2 separate regions of the Mus musculus genome follow, and region 1 is linked to region 2. Evidence: chromatin contacts called from public HiChIP or PLAC-seq data. All regions are on one chromosome and are shown on one strand. Each heading gives the region's core, a stretch centred on a gene start, on an enhancer-like site or on the middle of the called end of the contact. The rest is flanking DNA. Distances are from core to core; before and after follow the strand shown. Region 1 has its middle 15 kb from the start of Dyrk1b. Region 2 holds the start of Timm50 (translocase of inner mitochondrial membrane 50).

What was found. HiChIP or PLAC-seq counts read pairs in DNA pulled down with a chosen protein or histone mark.
Region 1: an H3K4me3 HiChIP or PLAC-seq map of embryonic stem cells shows a contact between it and region 2, with 22 read pairs. The contact joins the enhancer-like site here to the promoter of Timm50 in region 2. A contact is called at or near these places in 21 of 39 promoter capture datasets (the 3T3-L1 cell line, the C10 cell line, the HPC-7 cell line and 10 more), 2 of 15 datasets of contacts at CTCF or cohesin (the NIH/3T3 cell line and pro-B cells), 33 of 484 Hi-C or Micro-C datasets (the AML12 cell line, B cells, the G1E-ER4 cell line and 18 more), 17 of 115 datasets of contacts at active chromatin or transcription factors (the 230-238 cell line, the SCID.adh cell line, T-cell acute lymphoblastic leukemia and 11 more) and 4 of 9 other capture datasets (adipose tissue, embryonic stem cells, liver and 1 more).

What each region holds. Positions count from the first base shown.
Region 1 is chr7:28,193,502-28,197,871 of GRCm38.p6, forward strand. It overlaps a transcript of Dyrk1b not described here. Among named protein-coding and RNA genes, the nearest start is that of Dyrk1b, 15 kb to the left of the region's middle. Within about 2 kb of position 2,085, at least 25 of the 459 cell types and tissues checked have an H3K27ac peak or open chromatin away from gene starts, as enhancers often do. A contact at or near this core is called in embryonic stem cells, where this site is marked.
Region 2 is chr7:28,310,143-28,314,865 of GRCm38.p6, forward strand. It overlaps Timm50 (translocase of inner mitochondrial membrane 50), which reads right to left and starts at 1,904. Exons shown (of 11, transcript NM_025616.3): 1 at 1,783-1,904; 2 at 727-877; 3 at 154-185. The coding sequence starts at 1,890. It overlaps Gm51445 (a long non-coding RNA gene), which reads left to right. Exons shown (of 3, transcript XR_003946618.1): 1 at 1-618; 2 at 948-1,006; 3 at 1,943-2,631.

The DNA of each region.
Region 1 (4,370 bases), core at 835-3,334, 120 kb before region 2:
TGAGACTAGGTCATGTATAAAGAGCTCAGTTCAGACTTGAGGTAGATGCCACCATGTCTGAAAGGGGTCAGCAGTAAGACAGGCAGCCAGACAGTGAGGAAAGGCCAGGCTTGCTTTTGTATAATGCTCATGGGGACTAACTGGAGTCTCATAGAGAGCACACCCCCAGTGACATCGTTACGGTGAAGATGAAGCTTCCAGTAAATGCCCCTCTGAGCACTGTTCACACCTTCCAGGGCTAATATACAGTAATTGGCAGACTCAGAGGACACTGGGGCTGTGACACTGTCCCCTGCCCCTGAGTGTCACCACTGCTGGCACTCCTCACCAGTGGCTCTGGCCTGTGACATTCTAATAAGAATTATTGTATTTTTGTTGTTGTTAGTTTATTTCTATAGTGGCTGTGTTGGCATGAACTCAAGGTGTCCATTTCGTAGCTGTCTGACCCAGTGTTGCTCTGACTGTTTTGTCCAAGCTGCTGCTGCCTTCCGGGCAGGCTCCTGCATCCTCCCTGTTTTCTCTCCTTGTGTTTTCTCTGTGCCCCTGCACCGTGTCACAGATTCATGGGCTTTTTTCCAGGCAGCTCTGATCCCTTCTACTGGAGAACAGTGTTAGACTCAGGTCTAGGCATGGGGTGTGCCACTACTTCCTGTCCTAGCTGGTGCTGCCTAGGGTATCACTCATCTGTAGCCTCCCACACGCACATCTCTGTATCCCTCTGTTCATGCCTCTGACTCAGGTCAGCACCTAGGAGCCACACAGATTCCTGCTTCCTTGGGACCTTCTAGATGGCAAGCAAACTCCTTTGTGTGCTTTTCGTTCTTGTCTGGTCATCTTGGCAGAAGCTAGCAGCATGACCAGGCCTGCATGTGAAGCACTTCTCTCTGCAGCCAGACTTTGCCTGCCATTCTGCTGACCCCAGAGACAGCATCTAGCAAGTCCCAGTGTTTCACCATTTACTTACTGTCTGGGAGCTCTCCTCGCTCGCCTCAACTTCTAGCAGTCTCACAATCACAGTCTTGTTTCCTACCTGTGCTGGTATGTCTCCTCGTCTCCTCCTACTCTCGAGGCTTGTGAAACACCCTCTGCCCCTGGTAGTCCTTGGGCTGTCAGCTCTGTATGCTGCCTCACCCTGCCCTCTCTCAGAGTGACCCTTGAGTGGCCACCGGCTCACCCAGCCTGTCCACAGGGGCTTGCATCTCCCTTCTGCCACTCTGCCTCACCCATTGCCGTCCTCCCACTCCCAACCCCCATTTTCAGCCCTGTTAAACTCTGTGGGAAACCACTAACTCAGAAGCTCCCCAGTGTGTAGCCACAAGGAAACAGACCTCCAGGAGTCTGTTCATTCCTGCAGAGGCCCTATAGAGTGGGGGGAAAGGAGGTCTGCCTCTGTGTCTGTCATGGTCGGCCCTGGGTGTCCTCTTGAGTCACATCTGCACCACAGCTCCTGTCTCTTAATACATGTTGGAGCTGCCCCTCCAGGAACCTTCAGATGTCACCATCCCTGCCTAGAGTCAGGGCTCTGCTGTGTGTCACAGCATCCAGAGTAGCTGACAGATTCTCTGGGTGTTGGCCACATTACAAGTCTGCCACTGTGGAGTCTGGCTGTGAGGACAGCAAGTTGGTGACCATGAGCTGTCAGTATGGCCATTTGATCCATCTTAGAATGACCAGTGTGGTGACACAGACCTGTCCCAGCACTTGAGAGGCAGATGATCACAAGTTTTGAGGCCAGCCTGGTTTCAGAAGCCCAAAGTATACCAATAACTGCCGACCATGTCACAGTAGCTTCCCCAAGCCAGGCACAGGCTTGAGCCTTTGTAGGCTTGTGTTCAGTTACTGCTTAGTCTTCCCAGAAGATGTGCTGGGGATAGGGCCTGGGCCTGGAGACTCAGCCATACCATAGACAAGATTCAGTCACCTTGGAACAGGCTCTCAATAAGGCATCTGGAGTTTAAACTTATCACCTGTTTTGTTTAAGACAGGAGTCTTGGAGCTGGAGAGACAGCTAGGCAATTAAGAGTACTTGATGCTCTATAGAGGACAGAGCTTCAGCTCTTTATGTGGCGGCTCACAGCCATCCATAACTTTAGTTCCAGAGACTCCAATGCCCTCTGCTGACCTCTATAGTCACCAGGCACACATGCATATATGCAGGCAGAACATTCATACACAAAAGATACTATTTAAAAGCCAGGTATAGTGGATCAGCCTTTAATCCCAGCATTTGGGAGCTAGAAGCAGGCAGAGCTCTGAATTCAGGTCCAGCCTGGATCTATAGAGAGAGTTCCAGGGCACCTGGGCGCTACACAGTGAGACCTGTCTGAAAAAAAAAAGAGAGAAGGCAAGGCTGGGGAGCCCAGCTTTACCTCAGACTCACTGTAGTTTGACCTTGACCCCTGACTCTCCTGCTTCCACCTCCCAGCCTGCTGGGTCTCCAGGCCTGCGCCTATGACCAGGCTCAAGCCTTTTTCAGATAGAAAGGCAGGCATCCTGGGCCTCTGGGCGTGCCTTTAACCACTTTCTTCCTTGGAGCTCTGGTTTTTTTTTTTGACTTCTCCCTTTAGGAAGAGCTTCAGTGCCTTCCTTCACCAGCGGCTAAAACTTTCCTTTGTCTTCAGTTGTCCTGAAGAAAAAGGAATTCTTCATTTCAGGGAAGTTTAAACACCTAAAAGCAGAAAGCCCTAATATACTCCTGTCCTAATATAAATCCTGCTGTCATCTTTAACTGCTGACTTCACCCCTCCCCAACCCCTCTGCTTGCTGTCCTAGCAAACTCAAGTATGTCTAATAAAGGGGCTTTTTATTTTATTTTTTCCTTTTTGAGACTGTCTCAGTGTAGCCCTGGCTGATCTAAAACTTCCTCTGTAGACCAGGCTAGTCTTGAACTCACAGAGCTTCCACCTGCCTCTGCCTCCCAAGTGCTGAGATTAACAGTGTGTCCCACCAGGCCTGGCTACTGGAAGGGCTTTTTAAGGAAAGGCTCACCATGATGTGATTCTTTGACCCAAGTTACTCATCTGCTGGCCAGCTGAGTCCCTTCCTAGTCCTCGGTTCCCTTTCTCCTACTTTTCTTTGCATGGTGTCGTGTCGCCCTGGAGATCTTCCTGTAACCTTACACTCAGGGCCTGTCTCCTCGACTCTCTGCTGAAAGTGATCCTTCTTAAAGATGGGCCAGGTTGTTTGGCAGTCATGTCCCCTGGAGTAGGACATTTAATCTGCCCGTGGCGGCTTGCCACGGTTGTGGCCTCTTCCCTTATTTGGCTTCGTTTCTGGATCCCTGTCCACTCCGGCCAGGTCAGGCCTCCTGGGGTGCACCTCGCTTGCTCGCTCTCTCGCCCGCTGTAACTTTGTGCAGAGCACACAGCATCCATACTAGTCAAAGGGAGCATGAATGATGGCCGTTGCCTGCTGGGAGCTTCAAGAGGGAATAAATGAGGCCAGTCTGCCCTGCTGTGTCCCAGTACCACCCAGACCACCCACCACGGGGCCCAGCACTCAGTGCTCAGGAGCCATGTCCAGAATGAGTGATGTTAGGATGGTGGGTGGGTGGCTGGGTGGGATGGATGGATGGATGCTTGTCAAGCTCAGAAGTTAGCCACTTACCATGAAAGCAATAGGCAGCCACAGAAGTGTGTGCAGCAGAACCGGCCCATTTCCTCAGCCTTGAATGTGCATTTGAATTCTCTGGGACATGGGAAGGGCCCAAGATACCACACTTCTAAGGGGCCCAAGATGTGATGGCCTGAGACAGCAAGGGCCTTGATGTGCTGTTCAGTCAGTAGTGACCAGGACCAGTGTCTTAGAGCACTTGAGAATGTGGCTCGTGTGAATTGAGATATATTTTAAGTGTAAAACGCCCACCTGATTTGAAAGATGTGGTACAAAAAATAATTTTTATATTGCTCACATGTTGATATGGTAATATTTTGGATATCTTGGGTTAAATAAAATATATTATTAAAATTAATTTATATTTGTTTTTATTAAGTGGCTACTAGAAAGTTTAAACCTTTTAATCCCAGCACTTGGGAGGCAGAGGCAGGCGGATTTTTGAGTTCGAGGCCAGCCTGGTCTACAAAGTGAGTTCCAGGACAGCCAAGGCTACACAGAGAAACCCTGTCTCGAAAAAAACAAACAAACAAAAAGTTTAAACTCGGGCCATCAGAATGGCTTAGCAAGTGAAAATGCTTGCCATCACACCTGATGACCTGAGTTCAAGCCCCAGAGCCCACATGTTGAAAGGAGAGACTCGGCCCCTCACTTTGTTCTCTGGCTTTCATACAGGTGCTGTGGCACGTGCCAAACATCCGTACAAAGAGGAATATGGTTTTGGTTTTGGTTTTTGCAGGGGTAGAAGGGCATGAATA
Region 2 (4,723 bases), core at 654-3,153:
CCAGCACATTCAGTCTGCGAGTTCCAGGCTGAGTCCCAGAGAAGAAGGGAGAGGCTCAGTGCAGACTATAGAGAGCCTGACCCAATGGAAGGCAACCTGCCCCGCACCCTCACAGAACCGACCCCTCACACCTCTGCCTCTCACTCTCCTCACCTTGGTACCATTTTCATCCACAGGGTTGTTTCCTGCCAGGGAAGGAGACAAGAGACAAATGAAGAAAACTGGAGCCTTGGAGCAGTGTCTACTGGGTCTGGAGGGGGGAGGAGAGTGAGGGGTGGGGACTCCCCACTCAAAGGGATTATGGCTAGAGGCACAGCTCCTGGATAAAGGGAGGAAGAGGTTAGGGGTCAGGATTCCAAGTGGGCTGGGGCTGAGCTGGACACACAAGGGGAAGGTAGACTTCTGCTGCTGAGATGGACACATAGCTTCAGGCACGGTGACAGGTTATTTCTCCACCAATACGAACCGCAGTCCCTTGTCCCAGGACTGAAACCAAGCACACTGGTCTAGCCCTACTCTTCCCACCATTCCCTTAGTTCCTGAATTCAGGTACAGGGAACAACTAGAGGATAGAACTTTTAAGTACAAGGGGTCGAAGAGGACTTCTTGAATTTCAAGGTGAGTATCCTAGTTGGAGGAGCCAGGTAATGAACTGAGTATGGGGAAAGAAAGGGGGGGTTCACAGTAGAAATCTGGGGGCCAACAGTCAAGGGTTATGTCTCTCACCAAAAATATAGACGATGCTGACAGTCCCACCAGCTCCGAGCAAACCGGCGATCCAGAGCGCAATTTTTTTGGCATAGCTGGGACCCTCGGAGCCTGGCTGGTGCTGTGGCCCCTGGGCCTTGGAGCCCCCACGGTTGGCAATTTCAGTGACCTGAGTGGAGGGGGATGGAGGAGAGGTCACACAGAGAGAAATAACAGAATACTTAAATTTGTCCAAGCAGCCTCAAGATCAAGAACCAGGAAGTGGACATCCAGAGCAGAAAACTGTGTCCCTGAAGGGGTGAGTTCAGAGGCTGCTCCCCTCAGACAGTCACAACTAAACTGTCTAGAGAATCACAGGGGTTCAAGAGCTGAAAGGGCAAATTGCTCAAGGTCTTGGAAGCAATAGCACTGCAGGGTCTGGAGCCAGGAAGAGTAGGGCAAGGAGAATAAGGGATGGGTGTGTGTGTGTGTGTGTGTGTGTGCGCGCGCGCGCTAGCACAGAGATGTCAAAACTAAAGGGACAGAGGGCACCCAAGGGACAGAACGAACAGTTAAGATATCCGGATACCCAGAGCCCAAGATGGAGGGGTTTGGAAGGGAAGGAAGCAAGAGCGAGGAGAGGCAATCTCCTGTCTGGGACTTTGGGAACGGAAAGTCATGGACTTGGAGGTCAGAATGGCTAGGCTGGAACGGACGGCAGGCTGGATCCTTCCTGTTCCTCTCGCTCAAGGAGGCGATTGAAATGTCACTGGGACAGACCCTGGGTCCCTAGCGCCCTGGGCCCCACCCCCGTCAAGTATCACCTGAATGGTCACCGAGATCAGAACAGGTGACCTCTCCCGGCACCCACGTGGTTGAGACCTGGGCTCCAGGGGATGCACTCCGGGCCTCCATAATCCAGCCCCGGGGGAGCAACTGTGGTCCACACAGGAAGCATGGAAACATCGAAAACGCGGGCTCCGTCCCATTCAGCACCCTGAGGTGCGGTCTCCCAGACCCGCCGGGGTTGCCACCAGACGCCCAAAACTTTAGAGAGAAGCCCCATATCGGGGCGCGCGTCCCGGCGCCGCTCACCTGCTCGGGAGTGCGGGGAGGTGGCGGCGCTAGCCGCGTGCACAGCCCCCGCGCGCCTACCCGGAGCCCGCTCCGCAAGCGCGAGAACAGAGCCGCCGAGGCCGCCATCTTGCGCTGACGCCACGCGGCCCCGCCCACTCGCTCCCTCTCTCCCGCCCAGGCGAGGACTACGACCAATGGGATCGCTGAGGTAGTGCGTGTGGACAGGAACCCGAGAGGGACAAAAAGAACTGGGCGGAGTACCTTTGGTGCGCTCCTAGTCGGTCTTTCCTCTGGCTGAGCGCGAAATTGGAATACTGTCATCTGGCACCACGCCCCCTGGGGCCCTAAGGACCGCCACCATCCAGTCGCTCGGACTTTGCCTTTCACCTCCCATCGTTAGAAATGGACAGAGGCCCAAAAAGTGAGCTGACCCAGCATCCCTCAGTTTTTCTCACGTGGACCAGGAGGCTGAACCAGTCTTCTTTCCCGTCTCCAGATCTCTTTTTACCCCTAACGCCGTGAGTTTGTAGAAAGGACTGGAGTATCTTTCCTTTGCCCAACCACTCATTTGGATCTACCACTCATCTGGATTCAACCAAAGGAACGTTCCGTGCTGACTTGTTTAGGCTTTAGAGTGATTAAGAAAGCAGTGAATTAGGGGTGCGGGAGCCACCATGAGTCTTGCCCAAGTTGTTTTCTATTTGTTTGTTTATTCATTCCTTTATTTGTTTAATCATTTATTATTCACTCGTTCATTCACTCATTTTAAATGTATGAGTGCACTGTCTGCAGGTACAATTGCATGCCAGAAGAGGGGATCATATCTCTTTATAGATTGAACTCAGACCCTCTGGAAGAACAGCCAGTACTCTTAACCGCTGAGCCATCTCTCCAGCCCCCACAAGTTGTTTTCAATGGGAAAAAAAAAGTCAGATTTTTACACTTAAACTTTAAAAATCCAAAGTACTGCAGGGCATTGGTGGCACATGCCTTTACTCCCAGCACTGGGGAGGCAGAGGCAGGCAGATTTCTGAGTTCGAGGCCAGCCTGGTCTACAGAGTGAGCTCCAGGACAGCCAGGGCTACACAGAGAAACCCTGTCTCCAAAAAAAGACACCCACCCACCCACCCAAAAAAATCCAAAGCACTAAGATAGTAAAACTACAAAGTTGGGCAAAGGAAAGCCACACAGAATTCAGAGCTGTTATTTCTGGAGTGGAATGAAATGGATTGGGGTGCTGCTTAAGTGTGCTCAGTCAGCCTCATGCCACAGGGCGTGGTCAGAAGACAACTTTCAAGAGTCGGCTCTCAGCTTCCACCGAGAGTCCAAGGAATCAAAGTTGAGTCATTTGAACTAGGCTGTTTTCCTCACATTAACTTGGGTGAAAATGCCCGTGGTCAAAACACTGCCTTGACATGGTAAGTCTTGTTTGCCTTATATTGATATAACTGTGTGGAGGGAACATAGGTATTCATGAAATATATCTTCATTTTTTAAAAATTAGGTTTTGGGGTTTTTTTGTTTTTTGTTTTTTTTTTTTGGTTTTGGTTTTGGTTTTTCGAGACAGGATTTCTCTGTATAGCCCTGGCTGTCCTGGAACTCACTTTGTAGACCAGGCTGGCCTTGAACTCAGAAATCTGCCTGCCTCTGCCTCCCAAGTGTTGGGATTAAAGGCGTACACCACCACGCCTGGCCTAAAAATTAGTTTTATCAAGTTGGGGAGTGGTGGCACAGATTCTTTTTCTAGATCTAGGTCTTAATTGTTCCCTTGTATTTCACCATAGGCTGGGTAAGTTCTGAACAGTCCAAAATCCATTCTTTTTTTTTTTCTTTTTTACTTTTTAAAAAAAGATTTATGGGGCTGGTGAGATGGCTCAGTGGGTAAGAGCACCCGACTGCTCTTCCGAAGGTCCAAAGTTCAAATCCCAGCAACCACATGGTGGCTCACAACCATCCGTAACAAGATCTGACTCCCTCTTCTGGAGTGTCTGAGGACAGCTACAGTGTACTTACATATATTAATAAAATAAATCTTTAAAAAAAAAGATTTATGTATTTGTTTATTTTGTGTGAGTACATTGCTGTCTCCATTAGCCACTCCAGAAGAGGGCATCAGATTCTATTACAGATGGTGTGAGCCACCATGTGATTACTGGGAATTGAACTCGGAACCTCTGGAAGAGCAGCCAGTGCTCTTAACTGCTGAGCCATCTCTCCAGCCCCCAAACTCCATTCTTACCTGTTACTTTTTACAGACTGGCTTTCTAAAGCCATGGTGCCACACCTACTTTGTAAAGCACTCTTCATTAAGCTGTGTCCCAGCTGAATTGCTGAGTATACCTGTCCACCCCCACCCCCCATAGGGTCTTACTATTTAGCTTTGACTGTCCTAGAATCCACTCTGTAGACAGCACAGAGACCCACCAGCCTCTGCCTCCCAAATGCTAGGATCAAAGGCATGTACCACTGTGCCCTGCCCTCTGAGGCTCGGGTCCTAAGGCAGTTCTTAACCATATACTGCAACCCTTTAACACAGTTCCTTATGTTGTAATGATCCCCAACCATAAAAGTATTTTCATTGCTACTTCATAACTGTAATTTTGCTAGTTATGAAACATAATGTAAATATCTGATATACAGGATATCTGATGTGACTCCTGTGAAAGGATCGTTCGACTCCCCCAAACATGTTTACTCCCCCCAGGTTAAGAAGCACTGCAGTAAAGGGGCTTGTTGCCCTCAGTGAGACTTGCTCAGATAAGACATGAACCTGTGATCGTCCTCCCCAGGTCTAAGTAGCTTGGGTGACAGGCCTGAATGACAAAGGCCAGCCCTAATCATCTTTCTCCTGTCCGCAACAGACTCTGAAGAGCCCTTTGGAGTTCCAGAAGCATTATTTTTCTAGATGGAGAAACTTACTTAAGATCTGGTTATTTCCCCAACTTCATATCTATACTTA